Linked DNA regions of Drosophila melanogaster: region 2 is linked to region 1. A link is a contact called in public Hi-C data. All regions are on one chromosome and are shown on one strand. The core of a region is the stretch at or near the end of the contact, and the rest is flanking DNA. Distances in the headings are between cores, read along the strand shown. Region 1 holds the start of Golgin84 (Golgin-84). Region 2 holds the start of CycB3 (Cyclin B3).

Region 1 (5,444 bases), core at 1,803-4,302:
GAAAATGCTAGGACTTTGATCAAGAATGATTAAATTACTTCGTTCTCTGCAGGATCAAATTCAATTGCTAGTCACTGGCATGGCCATGGGCCTAAGCGATGCCAACAGAATGAAGTACCGCGGACGTGGACGCCCGGCTCAGCAGCAGCAGGCACCTCAACAGCAGAACGGATATCATGATGGCACGGTGCACGCCACTCAATCTCAGCCAGAGTTAAACGGAAAACGAATGCTGCAAGAGGAGGATTACATATTTCCGCTGGACGAGGATCAGATGGTGGACACACCCACGCCAACCAGCACCGCTATTCCGCCATTCGGAATGAGCTCATTCAAAATGCGAAAAACTTCACCATCACGTCTTAACAATCTCGTTTCGGGATTGCCTTCAACCGGAGTTAAGCCATTGAACGTTGGATCTGTTCAACGTAGCCGTTATGTAAGAACATTAAATATTAATGATGTCTTTATATTAATATTATATTTCCTTGACAGTTTCCGCTGCGAGATCGTTATGGAGTGGATGTGACGCCACTAAGTTTCATACCTGGTGGTCGTATAGATAAATATTTGGGCAACCTAAACTTTTTCTTTATTCGGGAGAGCACGTCGATCCGGGAAAATGGTGGCATCAGCGGATTTGTCCATGGCTTCATTACCGAACTGTTGGCTGTGGTGAGAGCACACATCGCTTCGCTGGGCGGAAATGCCATGGTCTCTTTTTACATCACCGAACTTATGTTGTTCGATAATCAGCACAAGAATCAGGTAAGGCAAACACAATGATCTACTTACCTTAAAGTTTTTATACTGAAATCTTGTATTCTTAGGGCCAGTGCCTGATTAGCATCGGAGGCGATGCTGTCTATGTGAGCTACCATGCCGATGACTGATATAAAAACTTGCGGGGCATATAGCGCATGTTTTACGCGAATCGTCCCAAAAGCGTATACTCTCTATTTTCTTCCGCTTAGCTAGAACTATCAGCTCTGCCCAGCAACTGGAGTTAAACTGAAGTTAAACTAATTCACGTTTACTTAACAATTTTACAGCATCTGTAGATGGATTCTTTATGCAATATTTGAACTGTGAGGAATCGTTCTAATCCTAACTTAGTAGTGCTAATTTTTTCGGTCTTGTTACTTGTTTGCTGGATGTTTTTAGCGTTAAATCAATTGCAATTTCTGTACATAGTTGATGTTTATTGAATATTGAATTTAGAACGAGTGCGAGACACAAGTATAATATCGATATATACAATTGTTGCAACCACAAACATGACACATATACTCGTACCACTAGATATCCAATTTTGGCGCGTAAAATACAATACATACAATATTATGGAAATACAACAATTGCTCAACTAAATGTATTTGATTCGATTAGTTTGGTGTAGTGGAGAGCAGCACAAACATGACCCACAGATGTAGTAGGGCCACGTAGACGATCACAGAGACCCGCATCATGGGATAGCGACGCAGAAACGTTCCCACCCGAATACCCATGGAGTCCGCCTGGCGAAGGGCTCGCTTGAAGCGTCGTGCCACACGATTATCGAATGGACTTGGATGCATGAGAAGCGGGAATTGTGCTTTGACTAGGTAGAACTCATATTTATGTAATTTCTGGTACTCGCAGAATGTTAGACTTACCATCATCTGTGCTGTTGAGCATAGTATGGCGGGAGCTGCCCCTTTGGCTCTCCATTTCCACCAAGTGCATGTTTTGCTGTAGCTGCGTCTGTGCCTTTTCGTGCTGTAGTCGCAGGGCATTTCTCTCACTCGTAACTCTTTCCAGAAGACTTTGACGTTCGACCAGTGATTGGGTTAAAGCCTTTAGCCGAGTCTCGTAATCGCTCTTGGCTCCCGTGTTGGCTTCCTCGCTCAATCGCTGACGCATCTGCTGAAGCTGCTGCTCCCGCTCCTGGAGTCGAGTGGCGGCAGCAGCCATTTGGTTACTAAGTTGCTGCCGCAGTGAGGCCAGTTCCTGCGTGAGCACTCGCTGATCGGATTCGGAGGTCACACTGTGTTCCCTTGCCTGTCGCAACTCCTTTGCTAGTGTTTCCTCGCGTTGGCGGGCAGAGCTTAGTTCCACCTGTCGTTGTCTTTCCTGGGAAACGTAATCGTCCAGCTGCAAGCGCGCCTTTTGCAGTTCCTCGTTGGCATGCTCTAGTTCTTGCTTAAGTGACTCGTGTTCAATTTGCAGAAAACGCGTTTCACTGTCCTTGGACACCAGGTTTGGATCTGCGCCCTCCTCCGTGGGCTTCGCCTTCAACTCTGCGATGAGGGAATCCTTTGCTTGCAGAGCTCGCTGAGCCTTGATACGGTATTCCTGAAGCTCCTGGCGCTGCTGCTCCGTTTCCTTTGTTTGCATTTGCAATTTGTGAGCGGCGCTTATGTATTCCTGCTGCAACTTGGCCAGATTGGTTTCCAGTTCGGAGATGGAGTGCACATACGCCATGTTAGCTGCCTGGGCCTCATTGTAGTCATGAACCGCCTTGTCCCGCTCTTCGGACAGACTTTTAACCAGAGCTTCCAGCACCTGGGTGTGTTGATGCAGATCAAACTTTTCGGTTTCGTTATTAAGATCTTCCAAGCGCAGACGCAGTTCATCTCTTTCGGCCGTGATTTCATTCAGGGCGATCTTGAAGGCAGCCAATTCATTTGTGTCCATTGAGTTGGCGGATATGTCGGGACTGTTGGAGAAACTGGCCGACGTGGTCATCTTTTGGCGCATGTCCTTAGTGACCACGGAGACCCCGCCATCGCTTTTTACACTTGATGAGCTATTGGCCCCCGAGCGCCGCACTGGCGACAGAGTGGACTTCAGGGATGTGGACAGTGATTGGGTGCTGCTCGTCATGCTCCTACGCATGGGATCCGCTGAACCTGTGGCGTTCTCTGTCTGCAGGGCCGTTGCCGCATTTTGGTCCAGCTTGTTCAAAATGTTTTCGGCCTTGTCCGCCAGTCCTGTGATCCAGGATGACATATTTTTCTAAGAAAAACAAATCTCTTCGAGTAAAACACGTAAACAATATCACACTGTGTGCCCATATCGCTATCGACTGCGGAATGGTCAACTCCAAAGTTAAGGTCACTCTAAAAGTAACGTAATTTTGAAAAACCTTTTTTCTGATCAAAAAAATATTTATATGAAAATGTAAGGATTGGTTTTAGAAATAAATGTAATTCCAATCTTTCTTATCCGTGCAGAAATGTTAATTTATTATGCTTATCAAAACTCTAGGGTACAAATGAATATTTTATTCAATACTCAACATGGGCAGTGTAATCTTCGCAACTCACAACTATAAACTATCTCTTCACTTTCCAATGCAAAAGTCCTTGAAGACCACGTCGAGTATATCTTCGCAGCTGATGTGTCCGGTGATGCGTTCGATGCAGCGCACGGAGTTGCGCAGCTTGGAGGCGGCTATGGCCATGTCCGGGTAAACGTCGGGTCTGTAATCTCGTAGAAAAATATCAATGTTCTCAATGCAGCGCTCCAGTTGCTGACGGTAGCGTGTGTTTGTGATGCGTGGATTCTCCGCCCGCGGTTCTCCGCACAGTTCTTGCAGCTGCTTCTCCAGTGATCCCAGAAACACGGGCATCTTATCGGGCTTATGGCATGATATGGCTAACACGTTGGACAGCTTGTCCAGCTGCTGATGCTCCTCATCCGTCAAAGTGTCGGTTTTATTGGCCACCAATTGCAGACGTTTCCCTGAGCACATGTCCAGAGGTATATCCAACTCGCCCAGATAGCTATCTACAAACGGAGCAACTGCGTCGTCGTGCGTCAGCTGTGCAATGTTCTTGGCTTCTGCTAGGAGCAATATCAAATCAGATTGGACTAGACAATTCTTGGCTCTCTGCATTCCCTCCTGCTCTATACTATCCGTAGTATATCGGCGTAATCCGGCTGTGTCGGAAAATACCACCGGGTATCCTCCGAAATTGTGCATTGTTTCTATAATATCCCTTGTGGTGCCCGCCTGATCCGTCACTATGGACACGGATCGCTGGCAGAGGAGATTGAGCAGACTACTCTTGCCAACATTGGGTGCTCCAATGATCACAGTGCGGACTCCGTCGCGGAGGAGCTCTCCCTGCCGCTGGTCACTCAAATGCTCGCGAATCTCACGCTTTACCGCCTTTAGTTCTTTGCCGAGTTGCAGGATGATGCCGCCTTCGATTTGCTCCTCTTCGGCGAAGTCTATGTAGGCCTCCAAATGGGCAGCACAGCGAATAAGTCGACGGCGCCAGTTGTCGTAGAGTCGAGCCAGTGCTCCAGTGCTTTGTAGCAGTGCCTGGAGAAAGAAGAGACTTGAAACAAAATTTATGAGACCCTAAGTCCACTGTCTACCTGCTTTCTTTGCGCCTCCGTTTCAGCATGGATAAGATCGGCCAATCCCTCCACCTCTGTCAAATCCAGTTTGCCACCAAAGAACGCTCTCTTTGTGAACTCTCCCGGCTCCGCCGGCCGCAATCCATCCACTTTTCCCAGAGCATCCAACATGGCCGCAATGACTGCCAGGGACCCGTGTACCTGAAACTCGCAGGAATCCTCGCCAGTGAAAGAAGCCGGTCCCGGAAACCAAAGTAAGAGCCCACGGTCAATCATCTCTTTGCTGGCGGGATGGTAGAAGGATTTCAGATACGCCTGACGAGCCTATATGGAAAAGTATTTATAAAGGGAACTATAAGTTTCACTATCATAGAGGTCTCTCGTCTTAAAACCTGGCAGCTTGCCAATTATAACAAATTAAGCAGTTCACGAAATTATTCAATTTATTTAGTCAATTATATGTAAGTTAGGAGAAATTTGTTTATTTTTATACAGGATACATCTCCCAAAATGTATATAAATAAGCAACAGGTCTTTTCATTTGCATACATATATTTTGGATACTAGAAAACAAAACTATACACTGCACAGGTCACGACCCCTCATATATGGAATAATAAACGTTTATATCGATTGACTTGCCTTTGGCTCGTATTCTTTGTTTGCAACAATTGCTCGGAGGGCCTTCTTTGTTTGCGGCCCGGAGACACGGATCACGGACACACCGCACTTGACATGACCGGAACTGAGGCTGTAGATGGTGCATCCGCTGCTGGCAAAGCGCCGGAAACTGCCCAAGAAGCTCTGGGACGCGTTTCTGAGAAGCGCCATCGCCGAAAAACAATTAAATCCCAACCGCCGAATAATAAACAATTGAACGTGATATTAAGTGTGACCGCGGAATGGCCGTTACAAAAATATATCATTCCACTCGGAGATATATACTAAAGAATTGTGCGTAAACAATTATGGAGCGGTGGTAAGCTTGGGTAAATCTCCAGTCCCGACACAAACCATTTTGACCGAAATATGGGATTTGAAACATGGGAACGTTTTTTATTTATTTCTTTGTTATTTGGATAGAAAGAATTCAC
Region 2 (5,444 bases), core at 1,097-3,596, 510 kb after region 1:
TTTCGAGTTTAGATTGATTGTGTTCGGCTACGTATGCGGTATGTGGGAAAATTAAACAATAATACATGGCAAAAAGAAACAAAAGCACTCTTAACATAATATTTATGCAAAAAACATGTCAATAATGCGAAGGTCACAATAATAATTAAAATATAATAAATTGCGAGGACTTGACGGGAACACTAGGTAAGGGGTAAAATCAGGGGTTTTTAGATTAAGGCGGGGATCCGCTGTTTCGTCGGGATGGGGCTAATATTGGGAATAGAAGCGTCTTAGAGCCTAAGTGAAGCGTATCGTATCATGTTGAATTTGGCTAAACTTTGAGGCTGTCCTACGACAGATTGCTTTCGTTCAGGTCAAGGTTGCCCTGGAAGAGCTCCTGGTTCGTCAGCAGCGGCACCTTGGCCACCTCGTGGAATATTTTGTGCGAGTACTTGTTCCGTATCGTCTTGATGGTGGCCCGTGGCTTGCGATGCAGTCCTGCATTGAGCGCGGTCACAATTTCAGCAAAGTCCGCCAATTGATAGCCGGTGTAGTAGATAAGCGTCGATGTCCACGTCTGCTTGTCCAGCTGCCCCGGACCGCCGTGCATACGCAGTGCCATGAACAGTGCGGCCGAAGCCATCTGCGAGTCACTGAACGAAATATTGGCGTAATCCATGAGCGACAATTCCAGGATGTATCGAGCCAGGGTCAGCGTGGGCATAGGCACCTTGGCGCATCGGGCATAGCGGCGCAGGAAACGGTACGAGAGCGGGATGCCCAGATCGTACTTGATAACGCGCAGCGTCTCCCGCTCCATTCGCACCAGCTCGTCGTGATTATAAGCACCATCGCAGATATACAAAAAATCCTCTATAAGCGGCGGCTGTCGCTCATCGTACTTGCAGGCAATAAAGAAGGCAGCGGCGCCCAGAAGTTGCAGCTTCTCTTTGTTGATCACCTCGCGGCAGAGATACAGATCGACGATCTTAACCGCTAGGTACAGAGTCTCGTGGTTCAGCTCGAACGTTTCCTGCACCTCCACCATCCAGTCGACCAACAGGGTGCGCATCCAGGTGGTCAGATGGATCTGCCTGGGCATATAGTCGGCAATGGGGAATTCCGCTTCGCGCACTTTGAGGTAGTTGAATATATCCATGGCGTAGTGGGACACCTGGAAGGGATCGTCCCAGTTCTTGCGGTCGAAGTCCTCTACTTCCTCGGGCACTGGCGGAATGGGCACCACCTGGCTTGGAGCAGTCTCTGGGAGTGTCAGCAACAGCGGCTGTGGCTGCTGCTCAGTCTTTTGCTGCAACTTGGCGGAGCGACGTCGCGCCGCCTCAAAGTTTCCAGACAGCCGCATGGAGTCGCAACTGGAGACATCCTCCAGCGCGGACATGTACAGGCTGTCCTCAGTCTTGTTGAAGTCATTGGAGATCCGACGAACTGGCTTGACGGCGGCAACCTGGGGAGCAGCCAGATTGTGCGTGGGCGGCAGTAAAACGGGAATCTGCATAGGATTTGGCATGGCCGGTAGCTGAACCTCCCCCAAAACGGTCTTTTTTGCGGCAGGCACTGCCTTGGGGCGCGGTTTGGGCCTGGCCAACGCCTCTTCCAGCTTATCGAGCACTTTGTGGCAGTTCTCCACCGAATCCTCCACTTTACTGGAGGCGCGCGTAGTCATCTTACTGGCGCCAAAGACATTTACGCTGAGATTCTCCTGTTTCTTAGCATCCATCAGGGCCTGCAGCTGCTGGGCCGTTGGCTTTTTGCCCACGCCCGACTGCTCCTCATCCTGTGCCGGATGCAGTGTCATGATCTTAACATTGTTGGTCAGGTTACCCAGCGCCGAGCGCTTGATTTTGTCATTTTTAATTGGACTGTGGTCGGCCTTGCGTTTGGCGCGCGTCTGCATATTCTCCACATTCGGATCGATGTTTCCCGTGGCAGCCGCCCTCCGAGTCAGTCCCTTCCTAGTGGCAGCTCCCAGGGCTCCCAGGATGGGATTCACTGCCTGCTGCAGCTGATGATGCCCGCTTGTGATGGCCGCGCGCGTTGTTGCTTTTGTGGGCGCCATTTTGAATGCGTGTTTGCGTGTGAGCGCACTCGTCGTTTGTTGTTTGTGTTCTTGTGCGCGGCGCCTGGAGTCCTCGTCTCCTCCACTTCCACTTGGTTTCAGCAAGATCCTCGCTAGCGGATTCCTTGCAGAATGTGGTCTTTGTGTTGGCTAGAACTTGAGTCGTTCGCTACTGCCGATATTGTCGACTCGATCAAGCCTAGACATTCACACAAACTCACAATATAATTCCGGATCGAGTTTTGTGGAGTTATGGCGCTTGGCCGGAGGGATAGAGAGCACTGAGTAAAAAATCAAAAAAACACCGCCAGATGCCAGATGCAGATGCGGCCTGCAGTGTGACCGTACCGCGGCGTTCGGTCGCCTAACGGAAATCGACTGGAATACACCTCTGTGGTGAAGGTAGGCATTGGGGGTAGTCTTCCAGAGCGCGGCTAATTTAAATGTCTGAAGTTCAAAACATGTGAATTGAACTATTTGGGCAGTTTGCTTAAATATGCAATTGCAAATTTATGGAACTAAGAAACTCATCAAAGTAGCCTCGAGCAGCTGACAGAAAGGAATTTGTTTAAATATATTTATTTAATTAATTGAACAGTGCCCAAAAATCCCCATCAATCCAAACAAGAGAGAAAAGTAAAACACCTGCTTTTACACACAACTGTTTATTTAAATGTTAAACAAAATATATGTATATATACGTTTGCTTGTATCAGTTGTAAAACTAATGATTATATATAGGCATAATTAATATTAAATTTAATTCAGTTTTTGTTGCTTCAGCCAAACGCGGGTTTCTAAGAACTCAATCAAGTATGCATACGACTTGCGTCAGGTTTATCGAAGAGATATATAATATATATATATATATATATATATATGCATGCGTAGAACTAACATTAATTGATGGCCTGCCCCAAAGGCATGACAAGTTTAAGGTTTTTTTTTTCCGTTTCTGTGGAAAACACGCATACAGTCACTCATACTCGTACATACGCACTAAAACACAACTTATAATTACTGATAGGAAAAATGTACATTTGCGGATATCAAACACAATTAAAACATAGTTAAGAGTATATGACGTGTGTTGTAGAACATTAAGTATAAATTAATTACAATAAGCTGCTTGGTCTTGATCTGAAGTCTAATATTGGGTGGCAGGTAAACTTTCATTCATTCAACTTTCCATTATACTTACAACTGCGTACGTTTATAAATTAAGTATGCTAAAAATATGATACAAATTTCGTTTTCTCTCATTTTCTTTATCGAATAAAAACAATAGTTCGAACAACAAAAATTCAAATAAAAACAAAGACAATGATGTAAAAAACTATTGCAAAGGGACGAGGGCGTGGGGCGGGTCTAGTTTTACTGCCTAAGCAGGCGATCTTGTTTCGGCTGTTGACATTTACGAATCTCATAAGTTTTGCAAGAATGACAGTAATTTAGTTTCGTAGTTTTTATTCGATTCCAGATTACGCAACGAATGCCGCTCCTCGGGGAACAGATGCACCTCGTACGGCTTGTTTGCCTTGTTCAAAGCACTGATCAGACGCGAGGTGTGGCAGAAGTGCACGTTCTCGTCGATCAGGCCGTGTATGAGCAGCAGGCGTTTGTCCCTGAACAAAAGAAAACATGAATGTTTCGAAAATTTGACAATTTAAGAACCAGCTTAAGAACTCACTCTTCGGGAAAAGAGTTTACGTATTCGAGCACCGAACCGGCTGAGTAACCGGCCTCGTTATTTTGCGGCATATCCATGTATCGTTCCGTGTAGCCCGTATCGTAATACTCCCAGTTGGTGACCGGCGCTCCGGCAATGGCCACTTTAAAGATTTTCGGATACTGAACCAGGCCCATCAGGCTAAGATAGCCCCCTGTTGAAATGACAACCATATGGAAATTATTGCAATGCCTTTACCTTTACCCAGTTCCCTCAATTGAAAGTAACCATTATAGTGCATTAATTTAACGTTCATAAACCGATAAGGCATCTTCATTCTGTCTGTGTACTTGCAAGTTCAGAATGACTTGCTTGTTGATTAGATTAAATAGTATGCAGAGTTGTGGGAAATACCCCACTATAACAATGTCAATCACCTATCTCGAGATAACTTACCGTATGACCACCCGTGAATGGCCACGCGATCCATGTCAATGTAGCCCAACTGGTCAGACAAGCTCCGCAGCGCATCCACCTGATCCGTCAGCTCCACCTGACCCATCCGACCACGGATGTGACTTTCGAATCGCTTGCCTCGATGCCGCGATCCTCGAGAGTCGATGCAGATGACACAATATCCCTGCGCGGCCAGCATATGCATCCGCAATTGATGTTTTCCCTAAGAAAATACAGAATTACATCGAAGTTAGACAAAGAACTCTGTATTTTGTGAAACCTACCTTAAATGTGTTGTTCACGGTCTGCACCTCGGGTCCTCCGTAAACATTGAGCACCGTGGGATACTTGACACCCAACTCAAAATTGTGCGGCTTGAAAACCATGGCATACACGATATCTCCCGACGGCAACTGCGGCGAGAAAATTTGCGGACAGTACTGCGGCTCCGGCTTTCCGCCTTCGTGGAGATAGCCAACAAGTGAAATCTGAATGCCGTTGACTCCACCGTTCGAGCATGTCTGGTTAACGCGCATCACCTTGCAACTGGGCAGCCGCTGTATGTTGCAGTAAACGAGCAGCATCAACTTGCATTGCTGTGAGAAAATTGGGAAAAGATCGTTAAAATGCTAAATTATAGCATACTTATTTGGGCACAATATTATATTTTCACTTTAGCTAGATAATGACAGTGATCATACGTACATCATCGAATTCCACGAGGTATGAGTAACCTGGCTCCGTTAGCAGGCGAATGTGTTCGGGCCGCTCCAGACTCACAACGTACAGGTGTTTTTCTAGCGGCGTATCTCGAAGTCCCACAAAGTACACCAGCTTGTTGGCCTTGTCCACCCAGAGATTCCTGGCCAGCACCTCCCACTCTCCGCTGGTCAAGGCCACCTTGTTGAGGATGCGCGGTTGCAGTGCCGATAGATCCACGAAACTGGGCTGCGCGCCAACGGATCCGGGATCTGGCTGTCCATTTGCTTGGCTCAACAACAAGCTGGCGGTCACCAAATAAAGGTGACGAAAACCAGTCTCCTCAGATGCCCACAAGAAGGTGACGCTTGTTTCCGTCAGATCCAGGAAGTGAAGCATATCATGCACATTAATCCAGCTATCCGAGCGTTCCGTGTATATAACCTGCAGTGGCGTGATTGTGCGACTGTACAGGCTGCGCCAGCTGTGGTCGCCTATTGAGTCGGTCGGCGTTGAAACCTGACTGCTGTAGGACTCGCAGAAGTTGTCCAGTGGAATAAG

What was found. Hi-C and Micro-C count contacts between places; a contact is called where the count stands out from the background.
Region 2: a Hi-C map of the Kc167 cell line shows a contact between it and region 1, with 2.4 times the contacts expected there. The contact joins the promoter of CycB3 here to the promoter of Golgin84 in region 1. A contact is called at or near these places in 7 of 107 Hi-C or Micro-C datasets (the D17-c3 cell line, the Kc167 cell line, the ML-DmBG3-c2 cell line and 3 more).

Annotation. Positions count from the first base shown.
Region 1 is chr3R:24,354,886-24,360,329 of dm6, forward strand. Golgin84 (Golgin-84) reads right to left here and starts at 3,053. Exons shown (of 2, transcript NM_142993.3): 1 at 1,656-3,053; 2 at 1,185-1,600. The coding sequence starts at 2,991. The coding sequence ends at 1,386. It overlaps CG18528, which reads right to left and starts at 5,259. Exons shown (of 3, transcript NM_142994.4): 1 at 4,993-5,259; 2 at 4,369-4,674; 3 at 3,210-4,312. The coding sequence starts at 5,181. The coding sequence ends at 3,326. CG6454 reads left to right here. Exons shown (of 10, transcript NM_170141.3): 8 at 53-439; 9 at 496-768; 10 at 831-1,356. The coding sequence ends at 893.
Region 2 is chr3R:24,868,470-24,873,913 of dm6, forward strand. It overlaps CycB3 (Cyclin B3), which reads right to left and starts at 2,347. Exons shown (of 1, transcript NM_001276005.1): 1 at 1-2,347. The coding sequence starts at 2,059. The coding sequence ends at 332. CG3744 reads right to left here. Exons shown (of 9, transcript NM_170177.3): 5 at 4,890-5,444; 6 at 4,469-4,780; 7 at 4,185-4,407; 8 at 3,750-3,942; 9 at 2,733-3,684. The coding sequence ends at 3,483.